2 separate regions of the Mus musculus genome follow, and region 1 is linked to region 2. Evidence: chromatin contacts called from public HiChIP or PLAC-seq data. All regions are on one chromosome and are shown on one strand. Each heading gives the region's core, a stretch centred on a gene start, on an enhancer-like site or on the middle of the called end of the contact. The rest is flanking DNA. Distances are from core to core; before and after follow the strand shown.

Region 1 (4,377 bases), core at 429-2,928, 57 kb before region 2:
GATGTAAATTTAGAGGTAAAAGAATACTATTATTGAGCCGGGCGTGGTGGCACATGCCTTTAATCCCAGTACTCGGGAAGCAGACGCAGGCGGATTTCCAAGTTCGAGGCCAGCCTGGTCTACAAAGTGAGTTCCAGGACAGCCAGAGCTATACAGAGAAACCCTGTCTCAAAAAACAAAAAACAAAAACCAAAAACAAAAACAAAAAAATACTATTATTGGTAGTTTACTAGGTTCGTGACACCAAACTGTATAAAAGAAATGTGACAGAAGGTCTGCTGTTACATCACAGAGCTAAAGATATCTAGACTAGCTAGTTTCTTAGTGTGGTTTGAAGCAGCAGACATAAAATTTCTTAACCACGCCGGGCGTGGTGGCACACGCCTTTAATCCCAGCACTCGGGAGGCAGAGGCAGGCAGATTTCTGAGTTCGAGGCCAGCCTGGTCTACAAAGTGAGTTCCAGGACAGCCAGGGCTACACAGAGAAACTGTCTCGAAAAACGAAAAGAAAAAAAAAATCTCTTAACCCTTTAGATATCGCTGCTTCCTACAATTTGACTGAGATACTTCGCATGCTGAGAACGTGAAGGGCTGTTTTTAAAATCCCTTTCTTTGGGGGCACCAAACTAAAGAAAAGCTCTCCTCTCCAACTTATTTGTAGGAGTATCAGAGACTATCAAAATAGCTACTTTATTTCATCCATGTTACTTTTGTATACAGGGGTGTGTTGTTACAGAAGTACAGTGGTACACTGAAGAGGTATCCACAGCTCTCTTCACAAACACTTCAATGACTTTAAGAAACTGAAAATTAAAACCTGTCTTAACTTCCTAATTTGATGTTACCACTAAGTGATCGTTAGCTATTAATAAAACATACTAATTATACAGAACTTTTGCAGACAAGGGTTCAGAGAGCATTTAAGTCTGGGTACCAGCCCTCAAGATGAAAATCGTTAGCCATTTTTTTCCTGCCCCTCTAAAGACGAAAGGTGGCGCTGCCGTCACTGGTTCAGCAATGGGGCGTGTGCGGCCTCCGCACGTCGGAAGAGGAAGGTCCGCGTGCCGCCACGATCCGCCTTTCCTGGGAAGCCGATTTTGTCCTGCTCTGAACAAGATGTAAAAAGAAGCCGGCGTGCGAGCCCTCGGGCGCCGCGACCTCAGCCCAGCGAATGAGAAAGCGTCGGGACTTAGCGCAGCACGCCGGGGTTCCGCCTCGAGCACGCTGCAAGGGCCAGACCTACCCGGCGAGGGACGCCCAGAGTGGCCCCGCCCCCACGCCTCTAGCCCCGCCCCGGGTCGCTGACGTCAACGGTCACGTGCCGCGCGATCCAGGCAACCAGGAGCTCCCCCGGTTCCGGAAGTCTCGCAAAGCCGCGCCAGGCTCCGCCCGTCGCCGTGACGTCACTCTCAGTCCCTACCACTACCGAGCCTCCGCGTCCGGGTACCGGGAGAACCACGGTTTCCTCGGAAGCAGCGCGGTCGCCTCCGCATCCCTGGTCCGTTCGAGAGAGGATTTCGAGGTCGTTGCCCGGGCCGGCCGGGGAGCACTTGCTTGCGGTACGGAAAGTCAGCGGCGTGCAGGCCTCCCCGCGCCAGCTTTTCCCCCCTCTCAGCCGGTCCGAGTGCACTTGGTTCCGCCGAGGCGCACGACGGTTCCGCCCCCTTCTTCCTTGTCATTGATGTTGTTGTTCTTGTCAGTGCCGCAACCCCGACCGCCGGGAGCGCGAACCCGAGCCGGGGCCGCCCGGTTGGTGCGGTGGCGGCGGCGGCAGCGGCTGCGGCTGCTGCAGCTGCGCCGGCTGCGGGGGCTGCTGCGAGGACTGCGCAGGCGGCCGGGGACGGGCGGCCGGCGGCCGAGCCGGATGGCTCTGTGCGGGCAGGCGGCCGGCGCCGCGTCGCTGCCCAGCGAGCTCATCGTGCACATCTTCTCCTTTCTGCCGGCGCCCGACCGGCTGCGGGCCTCGGCCTCCTGCTCGCACTGGCGGGAGTGCCTCTTCTACCCAGCGCTGTGGCCCCAGCTCCGCATCTGCCTCCGCGTCTCGCCCGCGGAGCAGCCGCGGCTAGAGTTCCTCATGCGCAAGTGCGGCTGGTTCGTGCGGGAGCTGCGGGTTGAGTTCGCCGCGGAGAATTATCTGAGCGGAGGCGGCGGCCCGGGCGACGGCGGTAGCGGCGGCGGCACCGACACGGGCACCGGAGGGGAAGACGGGGAGGCCCTGCAGCTCTCCTCCCGCTGGCTGGAAGTACTGCGCATCTACTTGGAGCTGGTGTTGTGCGTGCTGCTCAGCATCCGGAACAACAGGTAGGCTTGCGTGGGGACCGAGAGGGTCTGGCCTTCCGCTGGCCTTGGGAAAGATCCCGTGGGGTGTGCCGGCCGGCCTCAGGATGGCCTTGTGTAGGTGCAGCTATCCGTTCCTGACCAGACTATTTCCGGAGACAGAAGAGGTGATAACGGGACTCCTGGAGCGTCTCAGGCATGCTTTCATTCATCCGTTCTTGTCCATGGGCTAGAGCTGCTGGGCAATGCCATTATCTTATGCGTGGGAAAGTTGTGAGTTAAGGGTGAGGCCTGTACAAAAAAATAAGGTGGTTTTCTGATTCTGAATTTGACCATTGGTGATGGGTAATTAATTCATAGTGACGAGGTGAGTAAGTTTCCTTGCTGATGTCCATGATTACAAGAATTAACCTATAAGAATTCTTTAACAGTCCTTTTCTTACCTGAAATAGTTTTACTAGCCTGGGCCATGTCCAAAGACTGGGAGGAGTGCTAGTTAAAATCATTAGGGGAGGAAAATTGTCAGACTTGAAGCCGCATCCCATACACCATCAGGCTGGACTTACTCCCAGTGATTCACACAAAAGTAACGCTACCTAACTTGGGGTGGGATAAAGGAGCTGGGCATACTGTGGGGGTTAAGTATGAGACTCATTGTGCATCAGGACTTTAGTGTAATTCCACCTAGAGCTCATGGCCCATATTCGGACTCCAGCACAGAGTCCCTATGAAAGTCTAGTGCCTGCCAAACCATATTTATATTTTCTTTATCTGGATATTCATTCCAAACTTACAATGTCACTCTTAATTTGGAAGAAAAATAATTGCAGCAGTTTACAAATAATTATTAGTGATTGGACATTCCAACACTGCTAGGGTCAGGGCAGAAAATATTGTACTGTAGAGAGCAGAACTGGGTGCTTACTAGGTCAAGTGATGTACATGCTGTTGTGTGGCAGTTTTCCTCTAAGCAGTGTCCTTCCTTCCACAATCTATATCCCACCATCTTTATGTTAAATAGAGTTGAGAATAGATTGTGATTAATACTAAGTCATATGTGTCATACATATTTTCGTGATCTATAATTAAATCAAGAGTTTAAGCAGGGTGGTGGCAGCACACGCCTTTAAAGCTAGAGCTTGGGAGGCAAAGGCAGGAGGATCTCTGCCTTTGAGGACAACCTGGACTACAGAGTGAGTTCCAGGAAAGCCAGGGTTTCACAGAGAAACCCTGCTTCAAATAGGTTAAACTGTAAGTATTCTAGCCTCATTGTGTATGGAAGCCAGGCATGATACAGATCTGGAATCCCGGGACCTGGGAGCTAGAGGCAGGGAGCTTAAGTGAGTTCAAGGTCATCATCTTGTGCAGAGCAAGTTCAAGGCCAGCATGTGCTTTGTGAACTCCTGCCTCAAGAAACAAAACAAGACCTGGTGTGGTGGTGCACGTCTTTAATCCCAGAACTTGGGAGGCAGAGGCAGGTGAATTTCTGAGTTCGAGGCCAGCCTGGTCTACAGAGTTAGTGAGTTCTAGGACAGCCAGGGCCACACAGAGAAACCCTGTCTTAAAAAATCAAAAAAAAAGAAAAAAAATTATTTATGGGAACAAGGCTCCATTTTTTCCAGTGCCCTGTTTCCTAAGCTTTCACGTGAACCCATTCCACTTCCTTGCTTTGATTTTATCTGTTAAGATAACCAAAGCTAAAATTTTTCTTAATCAGGTTCGGGGCTTTCTCAAAGTTGAGCATAGCTAGAGACCAGCTGATTTGTTCTGTAATCAACCAGCCCTGAAAAAAAAAAAAAAAAAAAGTCGGGAGGGAGGGCATAGTGCCTTTGATTCAAGTAAGAACTTCTCAGTGCCTAGTTCTTTTTGGTATTTTAATCATCTATGGATGGATCTATAGCATATATACACAACAGTACTGTACCACATTTTGTCTTTAATTCTTTTTCTTTCATCCTTACCATTTAAGTTTCTATCCTAATGTAACTTGTTTGTGAAACCCTGTGTGTCTGCCCTTCTGAGTCTGCTTTCACTTCTGCTCACAGCTGTTGGTTGTCCACGAGAGAGTACACTGTGGTGCCTAGTAGCGTGTTCACTATG
Region 2 (4,655 bases), core at 1,228-3,727:
AGCCAGCATGTCATCACCTGAAAGCCTCACAAAATAAAAGGTTTTATATTATGCTGTCGATTTCCTGACATTAAACTCACAGACAACAGCACTGTAAGTTATGCCCAAACAAAATTTATCTGATACACGGTATTTCCTGCACAAAATCCATCGTGGCCTTCTTATCATCAGGAACACTCAACAGCATGTGCCTGGGTCTGTATGAACAGTTAAGTCACCACATAAATGGCTCTCAAAGGCTGTGGCGCTCAGCAACTGCAAGGGTACTTCTTTACAGACTGAGAAGTGAAAGAAGTCGCTCCTCAGCTGGGAGACTGGAATCCTTTATAACTCTCAGCATATTCATCAAAGGCCACGAAAGCTCTGTAGGAACAGGCTTTTTAAGGTTACAAACAAATTTTATCAACAGACCAACTTTACATCGAGAACGTATGAAGGATAAGGAATCCTAACTCTCATTAACTTCCTAAAGAAAATGAAAGTCTGCTAGGTTTCCTAATGAGAAATCTAGGCTATAATTTGTACTTGAAAATCTGCAGTCTCCAGATCAGTACCTCAAGGGTCTTCTCTACCTCCACCTGGGCATCATTATGCATAAGTACAGCCTGGCATCAATAGGTAAGCGCACTGAGGATACACATCTATATGTTCAACAAATACTGACAGGAGACCTACCATTTTCCTCCCAGTTTAGGCACTGGGAATATATATAAAAATATGGTATTTCTCACAGTTGAAATTTATTAGCAGGTGGTGGACACACTTGATGTTCAGGTATTTCTTTAGTTAGGGCAGCCAAGGAAGCGTTTTAAGGTAACAGCTGAACTGAGACCCAAATAAAGCAAAGGATCAAACCATACAAACACAGATGGAGAACACCAACCACTGAAAGCAAAAGCAGCATGCACAAAAGACACAGCTGTGCTTGACACACCAAAACTCAAGAAAGCCAGTGTCCACAGAGAGCAACAAAGAAGAGAAACAGAATAAGCTGCAGAGACAGCTAGAAGGCAAGTTACAGCAGGCAGTGATAGACAAGATGAAGTTTTGCATTCAATCTATTTAAATGTACTTAGGGGGATCTAAGAAGGACAAGGTATGGAACCATAATTCATGTTTTCAGTTATTCTGTGATCGCAGAGAAAAGAAAGCACAGGAAGTTAAGGTGTAAAGATAACATTCATGAGGCCACTGTGACACCAACTACTGCCAATGGTGCTTTAACCAGAGCAGTGGCAGAGGGGAATTGCCACCATGCTAAGGATAAAAAGGCTAACAAGATGAATATGGCATACAAAGGCAGCATGTTAGACACCTGAGCAGCTACCTTGAACACAAGGCAAATGACACTGTCATTTATTAACTAGGACAAGGAACACTGAGCAAGACTAATTGCACAGGAGCAAGGAATCAGTTTTACACGCATCAGGCAGTTCCATCCAAAGAGATCACTCGCATTCCAAGCCCATTTACCAGTGTTAGTTTAAGGCAATAATCTGAAAACTGTGTACTAGACATTAAGGAAGATTCTGTGATAGCTTGGAAATTCAAACATCACTTACACTTTCTTCCATGAAGAAAAATTGGTTTCAAGATCAAGTAATTTTCTTAAAAGTGAATAGTGCAATATAGCTGATAACTTCCAATAATCATAGCGTAAATGCCATGAATATATAACACTTACTTTAGAGCAGCAGTTTTAAGCATGTGAATTAGGAGCCCTTTGGGGGTGCACCTCAGAGATTTACATTACAATTCATAGCAGTAGCAAACTTACAGTTGTAAAGTAGGAACAGAATAACTGGATGGTTGGGGTCAGCACACCGTGGGAACTCTATAAAGGCCACAGCCCTGGGAAGGCTGAGAATCACTACTTATAGCCATTTCACTTACCTGTGAAGTTTCATTTCATTTTCTTGGTACAGCTCGGTTATCACTTTCAGTTTCTGCTGAAGTTTCTGGCTCTCACTTTCAAACTCTGTCTTTTCTGACTGCAAAGATGCTTGTTTAGACTCAAGACTTTTGATATGCTCTAAAGAAATTATTGAAAAGTCATAAGGGAACAAAACTAAGGAAATTTCATAAAAATAAAACCTTATTAAAAATAGACAAGATCAGACATTGCCCTGGGTGATATGGCTGTAGACAATCACTTAAAACAAAACAACAACCCAAACGTCCTCCAGCAACAATGGAAAACCTGTAGGATGCTTTCTTTGCCGAATTGCTTTTCACTATCTAACTGAGATGCTGCACACACTATTTTAAAGACTTAATACTATTAGTATGAAGATCACCACAATCTTCAGCATTCTAATTCTGGCATTTGATTCTCAGTCTGAGTTAGTAGCTCCTGAAGGAAGGCTATGAGGACGAGAGTTTCAAAGGCAAGCATTTCCACTCAGCATTCCCTGTTTCATGTGCTATCTGTTCTAACTAATGAAACAGCACCTCAGTTACACTCGAGCTCAGGCTGGTGGAGACAGCTGAGTGGCAGAGCACGTGCCTAGAATGCACAAAGCCGTGGTGTGCATAAATACCCAGCCCTACTATTTAAGGCAAAATTTTACATATGCTGTAATTCAAGCTAGCTGATAACAAATGCTCATTTCCAGTTTCATGAGAGACCATGTCTCAAACGAGATGGAGACGGGAAAGAATAACAATGACTTTTAACTTTATTTCAACAGCTAAGCTACCTTAAAGAGTGACCATGAGGACATGGCAGAGAGCCACATGGGCCTGAGGACCAGAGTTTTGGTCCCCGGTACCCACAGGAAAGCAGGGTAGCAAAGCAAGCCTGTAAGCCTTATTACTATTACTGCGCTAGGAGGCAGAGCAGGACCCCTGGGGCTCACTGGTCGGCTGTTCTAGACAAATTAGCAAGTTTCAGGATTGGAGGAGACCCTTTCTTCAACAAACAAGGAGAGCAGCCAAAGAAAACACTGTGCATCAATCTTTGTCCTACACACACACACACACAAATACAGACATATAAGAACACACGCAAAAATGAAAAGGCCAAAGTAACTATATATTCCATATAAACCAGCACACCACTACGTTTTTGATATAATTACTTCAGCTCTGAACATCTCTCATATTAAGGGACCACGATGAGAACCTCAGTTCTAATCTCTTCTAAGATCATTTTCCAAAACATGTGTGAATGTATTAGGTTTAAAACTGTAACAACCATGGAAAAGCTTAATAATTAAATGTAATGGTATGTAGTTTTTCTAAAACACCAGTTAATTAAACATACATACCAAAAAAACAGTTTATGTAAATACACAGATAGTAAATGGTACATGTACAGGAAACATCTATACCAGAAAAAAACATATGTCCATCTATGCTGTCAGCCAATTCGAAAAACAGTCACTTAGGAAAGAAATCCATGTTGTATATTCTCTCTTCTATAAATGAGTCACACAATACCAAAGAAATCTTACCCAAAAACACAAATTCTTTTACTTTTATCTACTGTAGTTCATTTGTCTCATACTTTATTTTTCTTAAAAAATTTTTTAAACTTAGTGCAGTGGTGAGGGGTAGAGGGACATGCCTACATGGTCAAGGAGTCAAAGGTCAGAAGTCAACTAGCAAGGGTCAGGGGTCAGTTCTCTCCTTCCACTGGGAACTGACCTCAGGTCGTCAGGCTCAGCAGAGAGGACTTTACCCTTTGAGCTGTCTCCCCATCCCTCATATTTTCTTTTATGAGGGTACTGTACAGGCTAAGCATGGTACTCATGAGCCTATATATACCCTATCATATGGGAAGTTCAGAGAGCAGCGTCAGGACTCCAAGACAGCCTGGGGTTACATAAAAACAACAACTCCAAAAGAAAGACTGTTGTAAATTATTTCAGTGAGGCAGAGACTAGGGGGAGAGATGACTAGAAGGAAATGTTCGTATGCAACAAAAACCAATTAGTGCAAGTCTTTATGCTTACAGAGCTCTGCTTTTCCAGAAACAAATGAAAACTCCTGCTCAGTGGAAACAAGGAAGAAATAGCCCAGCATTTAGTCAGCCATTGCTCCAGCTGCCCAGAGCTTTTCTCTTAGTTCTCAGCATATTCTGTCTCACACAGAGCAGTCAGACCTGTTAGGGCTTTATAATGTTTAATTAATATTGGAAGAGCATTCAACACAGGTTCCTCGCTGTCCTGGAATCAAGTTGATACTTTTTAACAACTAAAACTATACCAAACATATGACACATGTGGTGGTTTGAATGAAAATGGTTCCACAGGCCCTCAAGCCCATAGAGAGTGGCACTTTTAGGAGCTGTGGCCTTGTTAGAGTAAGTGTGTCACTGAGGGTGGGCTTTGGGGTTTCAAATGCTCAAGCCAGTCCCAGTCTCAGTCTCTTCCGCTGCCTGACAATTCAGAAGTAGAATTCTTGGCTCTTTCTCCAGCACCATGTCTATGTGTGTACTGCCATGCTTCCCATCATCATCACAGTGAATCAAACCTCTGAACTCTTAAGCCAGCCCCAATTCACTGCTTTCCTTTGTAAGAGTTGCCGTGGTCGTAGTGTCCCTTTCACAGGGATCAAACACTGACAAGGACACCCTGCAAGACCCCAGAAGCCATCCATCCTCCCAGCCTCTTCAGGAGACACACTCAGTGAGAAGTCCTTACCTGTAAGGT

Evidence for each region. HiChIP or PLAC-seq counts read pairs in DNA pulled down with a chosen protein or histone mark.
Region 1: a BATF HiChIP or PLAC-seq map of CD8 T cells shows a contact between it and region 2, with 6 read pairs. The contact joins the promoter of Fbxo33 here to the enhancer-like site in region 2. A contact is called at or near these places in 2 of 39 promoter capture datasets (the C10 cell line and second pharyngeal arch cranial neural crest), 1 of 15 datasets of contacts at CTCF or cohesin (CD8 T cells), 13 of 484 Hi-C or Micro-C datasets (CD4 T cells, CD8 T cells, the HPC-7 cell line and 7 more), 8 of 115 datasets of contacts at active chromatin or transcription factors (CD8 T cells, the SCID.adh cell line, embryonic stem cells and 2 more) and 4 of 9 other capture datasets (adipose tissue, liver, macrophages and 1 more).

Annotation. Positions count from the first base shown.
Region 1 is chr12:59,216,784-59,221,160 of GRCm38.p6, reverse strand. It overlaps Fbxo33 (F-box protein 33), which reads left to right and starts at 1,678. Exons shown (of 4, transcript NM_001033156.4): 1 at 1,678-2,301. The coding sequence starts at 1,682.
Region 2 is chr12:59,160,258-59,164,912 of GRCm38.p6, reverse strand. Mia2 (MIA SH3 domain ER export factor 2) reads right to left here. Exons shown (of 30, transcript NM_001368839.1): 18 at 4,647-4,655; 19 at 1,894-2,032. Among named protein-coding and RNA genes, the nearest start is that of Gm24233, 29 kb to the right of the region's middle. Within about 2 kb of position 2,477, at least 18 of the 459 cell types and tissues checked have an H3K27ac peak or open chromatin away from gene starts, as enhancers often do. A contact at or near this core is called in CD8 T cells, where this site is marked.